Linked DNA regions of Mus musculus: region 1 is linked to region 2. A link is a contact called in public HiChIP or PLAC-seq data. All regions are on one chromosome and are shown on one strand. The core of a region is the stretch at or near the end of the contact, and the rest is flanking DNA. Distances in the headings are between cores, read along the strand shown. Region 1 has its middle 12 kb from the start of Adam11. Region 2 has its middle 2.9 kb from the start of Gm11627.

Region 1 (4,364 bases), core at 51-2,550, 170 kb before region 2:
AGGAAACAGAGTGTGTGTATGTGTGAGTGTGTGTGTGCATGTACATGTGTGTGAGTGTGTATGTGTGTGCATGTACATGTGTGTGAGTGTATGTGTGTGTGTGCATGTGTGTGTGTATGTGTGTGTGTGTGAGAGAGAGAGACACAGTGAGTACATATGAGTGTATGTGTGTGTGTGAATGAGTAAATGAGTAAAAAATAATTTGGCCACACTGAAGAAAATTATAAATGTAGGCACCCTCTGACCCAGTGTCGCTACCTCAGGACTTTATTACCCACTACACATTGATTGTAAATACTTACTCACTGCAGCTAATCTGTGTCCATTAGCAAGAAACAGGTTAAACAAAGCACTGCAGATTCAGGCAATGGTATATTCTGTAGCCAAAGATTGGGGGGGGGCATTTAAAGACGCTTTTTAGTAGCAGTTATAAATTATTTAAGGTATACTGGGGGAAGCAAGAAGCCGCACATGGAGCACCATTTGCCCCAGGACGGAGGTTAAAACGGTCGGATGTGCTGTGTGAATGTATGCGAACTGGAGGATGGATGTGGAATCCACTTTCACTTTAAGCCTTTTGTAGTTCTTGAATTTTGAGTGCAAGTGCATGCTATATATGTATGCATGCTATATTTATAGTGCCATATATATGTATACATGGATATCTAACTATGGAAGGGAAGTGAGAGTCCCGTTAACTAGCCCATAATCTTTCTACTTCTGGAGAGCGAGGATTACAAGTGCGCGCCCCACCCCACTTAATTATTTTAAAAATGTGAAAGTATCCGTTTCTTTCCTTAATTCTTATACACACGAATGTGGGGCTTTATACACACAAAGATCCCTGATTTAGGTCAATCCTTGCAAGGCTCCTCACAGCCCAAAACCAAAATTCATTGCTTCATTACCCTCCCCCTGCCCCACCCCCTTACAGCTTTCTCAGCTCCACTGCAAACCCAAGGCCATCCCAGGCCTTGCTCTGCGGCACACCTAGGGCATCTGCTGTCTGGTATCTCTTGTACCTTCTAGGAAAGGGACAAAGGCATTGGGGACTTCAGCCTTGACTCCCAGATGCACCCTCATCTATTGCGCGGAGTCTTTCCCCATCTGCCGCACAAAGGCGAAGGCACAAAGGGGAAGGCATCTTTCTCTGCTCTCTCACACTGCTATTTCCTGACCTCAGTTTCATCTGCTCAGGGACAGGGGTTCTTCATGGCTCTACAGACTCTAGGGCTGAGTCTTCCTTGTTCCACTGTTGACTCCATGACCTAACCCTGTGACTCAGAAGTTAGGAAGGATCTGACAACATGCCAGGCATGTCCTGTAATCCCTAGGGAAGCTGGGACATTGGGACAATGAGGTCAGGGCCAGCCTGGGTTACACAAAGAGAATTTGTGGAGGGAGGGAGGGAGGGAGGGAGGGAGGGAGGCAGGGAGGGAGGGAGAGACTTCAGTTCACACCACTGATGGGCTAAGAAATGAGGACTGACTAAGGGTGTGGGCGTGGGGCACTTGCTGTATTGGACTGACTAAGGGTGTGGGCGTGGGGCACTTGCTGTATTGGACTGACTAAGGGTGTGGGCGTGGGGCACTTGCTGTATTGGATGGCCATGTGACACACAGGTTTGTCAGGGTTCTGGCTCTGCAGATCCTGGGAATTTGAAAGTTCACTGACCAAAGTAGAGAAGGAATTCAGCTCAGGTGATGGATTCAATGGCCTCTCAGACTCTTTCTTTTGTTCTGTCTGTCTGTCTCCCTCCCTTCCTCCCTCATTCCCTGGCTGCCTCCCTCCCTCCTTCCTAACTTCTGAGCTTTTAGGACTGCAGGTAATCAGAGATTCTTTGCATATGTCTGAGTATCCTTGATGGCCCATGGTTGGGATTAACCCCAAGGCTTTTTACGGGGCAGGAAAGTGAGGAAAGCTATGGTCTCCTTCCTCAGCCCTTGGATTTTGGAGACAAAGTCCTACTGTTTAGCTCAGGTTGGCCTTGAACTCGTGACTCTCCAGCCTTGGCTGAGGTTACAGGTGTGCACCATCATGCTTGACTCTTGCCATTATAGATTCTGATTCTGCAAGTATGGATAGAAGTCCAGAAGCCTGCATTTATTTAAAAAATATTGGGGACCTACTTTGTGTCTATGTAGTTGGTGTATGTGCACATGTGTTTGGGTGCATGTGCACTTAAGTACAGAGAGGCCAGGGAAAGCCTGCTCTTTAACTCTCTACCTCATTCCCTTGAGACGGAGCCTATTACTGAACCTGGAGCTAAGCTGAAAGGACCCTCACAGTGCTGAGGTTACATGCATGCACCCTCACAGTGCTGGGGTTACATGGACAGTTATGCCAGGCTTTTCTTATGGGTGCTGGGGATTCAAACTCAGATCTTCACACTTGCCCAGAAACTGTTCTTACCCACTGAGCCATGTCCTCTGCCCCTGGGACTTGCATTTTTGGGGAACCAGGAGACTCTGATGACTCTCATATATATATGAGTTTCAGAAAACAGCCTTTTGCTCTCCAAACACTTTTAAGTCAAAATCTTCAGTTAAAGACCACTGTGTAAATACGGCTCCAGTGACCTCTTCTCTGGGCTGAGTTCCCAGAAGAGTCTTTGCCAATGGAGCGAGCTGATGATCAGTGCCAACTCTGACCAGCAGGCCCCTGAGGGTGGACTTTGGCCTGTAACCAGCCACGGTCCTCAGGAATCAAAAGGACTTACCTGGTACAGTGTGAGCTGCCTAACAGTGTTGGAGCCTCTGGGTCTCAGAAAAGAAACTTCAGGAAAGGATTTAGACAGATGGCAGCAAGGATGAAACTTCCCGAGACACAGAAACCTTCCATTTTGACTACAGTGGGGGAGGGAAAGGTCTGAGGAAGGACGCCAGCACACGTTCCAGCCCTCGTAAGGCTGCACCGCAACCTGTATCTGTTTCTCTACATTAAATGTGTACAAGGAACTCTGTCCTTCCTGGTTTGTCTTCAGATGCCTTACTGCCACATCCCAGTGTGTGGGTAACATAAGTGGGGGTACCCTATTTTATACCCTATTTTAAAGGGAACCAGAAGGCTCTGGGCCTGGTGAAGAGGTTACAATTTGGAAGAAAACAAGGCTGGACCAATAGCCATGACTACAGACTCTCGAGTTAGCTGTTCACACTTTGTCCTTTGACCCTAAACTGAACTCTGAAGATTCTAGTCTGACAGAGCCTAAACAGAGCAGTAGTTTTCCTGTCCTGTGAAGGGAAGCTGTCTTAGGGTTTTACTGCTGTGAACAGACACCATGACCAAGACAAGTCTTATAAAAAACAACATTTAATTAGGGCTGGCTTACAGGCTCAGAGGTTCAGTCCATTATCATCAAGGTGGAAGCATGGCAGTATCCAGGCAGGCATGGCACAGGCAGAGTTAAGAGTTCTATGTCTTCATCCAAATGCTGCTAGTGGAAGACTGATTTCCAGGCACCTAGGATGAGAGTATTAAGCCCACACCCACAGTGACACACCTACTCCTACCAGGTCACACCTATTCCAACAAGGCCACACCTCCAAATATGTGCAAGAATATACAAACCATCACATTCCACTCCCTGGCACCCATAGACTTGTACAAACACATGAGTCTATGGGGGGCCATACTAAAACATAGCATAATGCAAATGCATTTAGTCCAACTTTCAAAGTCCTTGTAGTCTATAGCAGGCTCAGCAATGTTAAAAGTTCAAAGTTCAAAGCCTCTTCTGAGATTCATCCAGTCACTTAACTGTAATCTCCAAAGAAGGACAGGAAACCAGCTGGGCAAACTCCAAACTCTGCACCTCCATGGCTGATGTCAAAGCAGTCTTCAGATTCCACTCCTTTTTCCTCTTTGTTGATTGCAACAAACTGCTTTCTCCTGGGCTGGTTCCACTCCCTGTTAGCAGCTTTCCTCAGCATGTATCCCATGGCTCTGGCATCTTTTACATCTTTGAGTCTCCAAGGTAATTTCAATGTTACAGCTTCTTGTTTCAGTGTCTGGGATTCCACTTCATCCTTTTGGCTCCTCCTAAGGGCTGGCATCACTTCTCCAGTTCTGCCCTCTGTAGCACTCTAAGCTCAGATTGATCCACTCCACTATGGCTGCTGTTCTTGGTGACCATCCCATGGTACTGACATCTCCAATACACTAGGGTGTTCCACTCCAACTAGGCTTCACCAATAGTCTCATAGGCTCTCTTCATGGTGCCAAGCCTCAAATCATTTGCATGACCCCTTCAGTCCTGGGCCATCAACTACAGCTGAGGCTACATCTTCCCCAATGGCCTTCCATGGCCTCTCACAGAGCCAAGTCTCAGCTGTTCTTCATGACTCTTTCATGTCTTCAAAACC
Region 2 (4,606 bases), core at 619-3,118:
AACTGGAGTTAAAGACAGTTGTGAGCTGCCAGGTGGTTGCTGGGAATTGAACCTGAGTCCCCTTGGAGAACAACCAGCGTTCTTAACCATTGAGCCAACTCTCTAGCCCCTGGCCTAGAACTCTTGACTAAACAGAGATCTTCCTGTCCCTGCCTCCCAAGTGCTGGGATTAAAGTTGCACACCCACTATGCTCAACCCAAGGCACAGTCCAAATCTTAGTTCATAAAATTATCCAAAAACGAGGACTGCTTAACAAAGCATTCAAAGTAATAACGAGTGGTCCTTCAAGGCCTCACGGATGGAGGAGGTATCAACTGCCCTAGAAATTCAACTGAATCTCTGTAGTGTCTGGAGGGAAAGACAGAGGGAAGAAATAGGTTTTTTTAAATTTAAATCAATCAAGCCAGGTGTGGTGGCGCACGCCTGTAATTCCAGCACTCAGGAGGCAGAGGCAGGCGGGTTTTTGAGTTCGAGGCCACCCTGGTCTACAAAGTGAGTTCCAGGACAGCCAGGGCTACACAGAGAAACTCTGTCTCGAAAAACAAACAACAAAAGAATTTAAATCAATCAATCAATCAATCAAAAGATGCTATCTCAAGAAATTGGCCTCCTGAATTTCTTTTCCCCTGAACTTTTCTCTTTTCTCCTTGGCCCTGGTCTGAATTAGAAATGTTCCTTCAGACCCAGCTTTCAGACCCTACAGGATCCTATATGGAAGTCCCTTCCTGAGTTAAGACTCCTCTTTAAACACAATCTATGTGCTGGGTTGTGGTGACACACACCTTTGATCCCAACACTCAGAAGGCAGAGGCAGGTGGATCTCTTGAGTTAGAGGTCAGCCTGGTCCACAAGTGAGTTTGGGGACAGCCAGGGCTACACAGAGAAACTCACCTTGGGAAGAAAAACAAAACAAAACAAAACAAAGCAACAACAACAACAACAACAACAAAAACCCTATCTCACCCCCACCACCACCTCCCAAAGAATTTTTTTCTTACCTGTCAGCATCACTACACTCCATCTCCAACTGAGACTCCACCGCCTCTCTCAGGTCCCTCAGTCCACCCAGGCTCTCTATTCCGACTTCTGAAGCTCAACTGAGCCTAAACTAGCCAATGTGGTCCTTCCTGGCATAGGTCACTCAGTGACAAAAGGCGACATTAATCTTCTTTCTTAAAGGGTTGAGAAGGTCAGACAAAGTGGTCACTTCATTTGATGGACACCCAACCCTTGCCTGCAATGTTTGTTTTCCCTCCATTGCCTGGGTCAGGAAGACACTGTTGGAGAGGGGATGTTTCCCAGGGAGAGGTGCAGGTACACGGATTTCTACACTCTGAAGTCGCCGGGAAGGGAGGCGTGGGGTTTCAGGTTGCCTTCCCCCAGGGCAAGGTCACCCCAGATAACCCTTGAGGAATTCTTTGGCCTAGGAGTTGCAGGATAGAATAACAAACCCCATTGCTGGGTTAAAGCAAAACTTGGCCAACTTCATTTGGGGGGGACTATGGCTTCTTTGAAACTGGGGCTGAACCAGTCACACTTCCCAGGCAATTCCTCCTGTGCTCAGTCTCCCCGCCCCCAAATGCCCACCTTAGCACACCCAGGAGAGTGAGGGACTCTGGAAAATGCAAAGAACTTAGCCCTGACTATGGCTCCCGTGTCGGGAGGGCCTTAAAGTGCAGGCTGCTGAGGGGGCAAGGGCTGTACTTGGTGCGCGCAGGTCCTAGGGTCCTACTTGTGGTTGGGGGGGTCAGCTAAAGAGAACGAACACCCCTCTTCTCTCCACAGCTGGTGCACCAAGGGTCCTCCTCCCTATCACAGCCCTTCCCTTAGAAAGCCTGCTGAGTCTGGAATGAGAGGAATCTGAACTACAAACCGACCTCTTGGCAGCATCCCCAACTTCTCTCCAGCCACTCCTAGGTTGCCGACTTCCAGGCAAGGCTGAAGGGGCCTAGGTGGGAAGACCCCACACACAGAGAGACACTGAAGAAACGGGGGTGCAGAAGTCAGTCGAGGGCAGAGAGACAGTACACGCGCGTTTTGTAGGTTGGGGCTTGCTCTAAGGTCCAATCGGCCTGGAACTCACAAGTTTTGGCAATCCTCCTGTCTCGGCTTTCCCAAGTCCTGGAATTATAGATGTGAGCCAGCTTGAACAAAGAATTTATATTTTCCAAACCAAAAATCAAAACCATTAACAAGTCAGTGTGCTGGAGTCACAGGATTAGGGATTTGAAACCAAGCCCACTGTAGAATGATTCAAGCTGTCGAGTCTCCAGGGTTGACAAGCAATTAGTATTACATCCTAGGAAGAAAGGACCTGTGTCCCCAGCTCTTGTCTCCCCTCTGCTTGGCTCTTTTCTCCCAAGGGCTAAGCTTGCCTGGTGCTATCTGGGCAGTATCACAGTCTGAGAATGCCCCGTGGAGGCTGAAAGAATCGGGAAAAGTGAAGAATGGTCTTTTTAAAAGATTGATGGCACAGAGCCAGAGGCCACTTCTGCCTGCCACACTTGTGGCAGACCCCAGTGTCCTGCCCACCGTCTCTGTAGCGTCCTCTCTACCCCACCTGAACCGTGTGGAACTTTGATGGTGATTTAGCCAGGGCTATCTGCGCCATGAGATGCCCAGGCAACGTACTAGAAGGGTGACCCTGGGGAAAGGACCAGGCTACAGCAGAGAAGCAGCCAGCCAGCCAGCCAGGAGCAGGAAGCCGCTTGGGGCAAGATGACCTCTTTCCAAGGGCAGTTCTGTCCAGCTTGTATAACATAGCTCCTGCCAAGGGTGGTATAGAAAGGCTCAGAGCCCACAGCAGGCTGGGGAAGGGCATTGAAAAGGGAGCTTAAGGGCTTCCTGCTGCGTGAGATGGATTAGGGGCCTGTGGGGAGCCAGTCTAGCAGGGAGAAAGGCACTGGCCAGATGCCAGAGCCCCTTGGCCAAAGACACTCTGAGACGAAGAATCCCTGGGTATCTGGTGGACTGCAAGTCCGCATCTTCCACCTGGCTGAGGGGCCCAGACAGAGTGACATATGGTGATGAGGAGACGGACCAAAGAGCACCAAAATGGAGGAAGGAAAAGCAGCCCTGCTTGAGTGAACCAGTGGACATCTCATAGGAAAATAAACAACCTCTCCAGTGATTTTTATCCAACTCTCCCCGAGCCCTTGAACTGGGTCTGTTCTTCGGGGCTGGTTCACTGCTGGGCTCTGTTTCTCTAGTCTGCAGGATGGGAGCTCTGAGGCCACCACTGGGAACAGCATAAGTAGTAGAAGCTTGTTTTGTAGTATTTTCTTTCCAGACTGGGTTTCTCTACATAGACCAGGCTGGCCTGAAACTCATTATGTAGACCATGTTGGTATCAGGACCTCCGAAGGTCCAACAGACCAGGTAGGCTTTGAACTCACAAAGCTCCACCATTCCTGGTTATATGTGGTGCTGGAGATCAGACTTGGGACTTTGTGAATGCTAGGCAGGCACTGACCGACTGAGCTATCCCGGCAACCTGTGTATGAGGACAAACCCTTCTATCTTCACAAGAGTCTCTCCATGTAGCCCTGGCCAGCCCGGAACTCATGCGGACCAGGCAGGCCTTGAACTCACAGAGATCCTTCTGTCTCTACCTCCTGAGTTTTGGACTACTGCGGCCAGGATCTTAAACAGTGCATGGTGTAGGCTCTAACAAGCAGACTAAAGCAAGAGAATCAGAAGTTAAAGGCTACATAGTGGGAACTTAACTCAGAACAAAAAACAAACCATCAATCGTATTGGTCCCATAGACCAGAAGCCTCAGTATCACGATTGTTATTATTACCTTTATTTATTTATTTAAAGATTTATTTATTATTATATGTAAGTACACTGTCACTGTCTTCAGACACAACAGAAGAGGGCATCAGATCTCATTATGGATGGTTGTGAGCCACCATGTGGTTTCTGGGATTTGAACTCAGGACCTTTGGAAGAGCAGTCAGTGCTGTTAACTGCTGAGGCATCTCTCCAGCCCCTACTTATTTATTTTTGAGGCTAGGGTCTCACTAAGTTGCCTGGGCAGGCTTCTATTTGCTAGGCCAAGTGATTCTTTTGCCCCAGTCTTCCTAGTATCTGGGATTAAGTGCTTGCAGCTCAAGTCTCTTTTTTGTTTTTTGTTTTTAGCAAAGATATCTCCTCTCATAGTCTGTTAGGAAGCAGGCTAAAATCCTGTCCCCACCCCATCTCCTGCGGACAAACAGGGAAGGTCTACTTCTAGGAGGAGAAAGACTCGGGCAACCAGATAACACGTGGGCAACTCCTGACGACATCCTTGGGGAGAAGGGGTTCCAGTGCTAGATCCTCCAAGCTCAGGACGTCCCTGGACCAGAGCTGCCCTGTCTCCCAACTCACTGGGCCAGCCCTTTCCTTTGTGCTCAGTCCTTTCCCACAGCCTAGCAAGGGGTGTGTGTGTGTGTGTGTGCTAGGATCCCAGGCCCACCCCCTCCTGCTGGGCAGCACCCCATCAACCCCCACATAAAAAGCTTGAGAAGGGACAGGGGTGGGGGAGTTAGTGGGAGGGGGCGTCCTCACTCCGAGGAGGCCTCGGCACCCTTCTCCCTTTCTGGGGAACAAGAAACTTGCCAA

The links. HiChIP or PLAC-seq counts read pairs in DNA pulled down with a chosen protein or histone mark.
Region 1: a contact with region 2 is called in a FOXA1 HiChIP or PLAC-seq map of pancreatic cancer cells. The contact joins two enhancer-like sites. A contact is called at or near these places in 1 of 484 Hi-C or Micro-C datasets (embryonic stem cells), 1 of 115 datasets of contacts at active chromatin or transcription factors (pancreatic cancer cells) and 1 of 9 other capture datasets (pancreatic islet).

The regions. Positions count from the first base shown.
Region 1 is chr11:102,746,862-102,751,225 of GRCm38.p6, reverse strand. It overlaps the pseudogene Gm39501. Among named protein-coding and RNA genes, the nearest start is that of Adam11, 12 kb to the left of the region's middle. Within about 2 kb of position 1,300, at least 40 of the 459 cell types and tissues checked have an H3K27ac peak or open chromatin away from gene starts, as enhancers often do. A contact at or near this core is called in pancreatic cancer cells, where this site is marked.
Region 2 is chr11:102,579,708-102,584,313 of GRCm38.p6, reverse strand. No RefSeq gene overlaps it. Among named protein-coding and RNA genes, the nearest start is that of Gm11627, 2.9 kb to the right of the region's middle. Within about 2 kb of position 1,868, at least 57 of the 459 cell types and tissues checked have an H3K27ac peak or open chromatin away from gene starts, as enhancers often do. A contact at or near this core is called in pancreatic cancer cells, where this site is marked.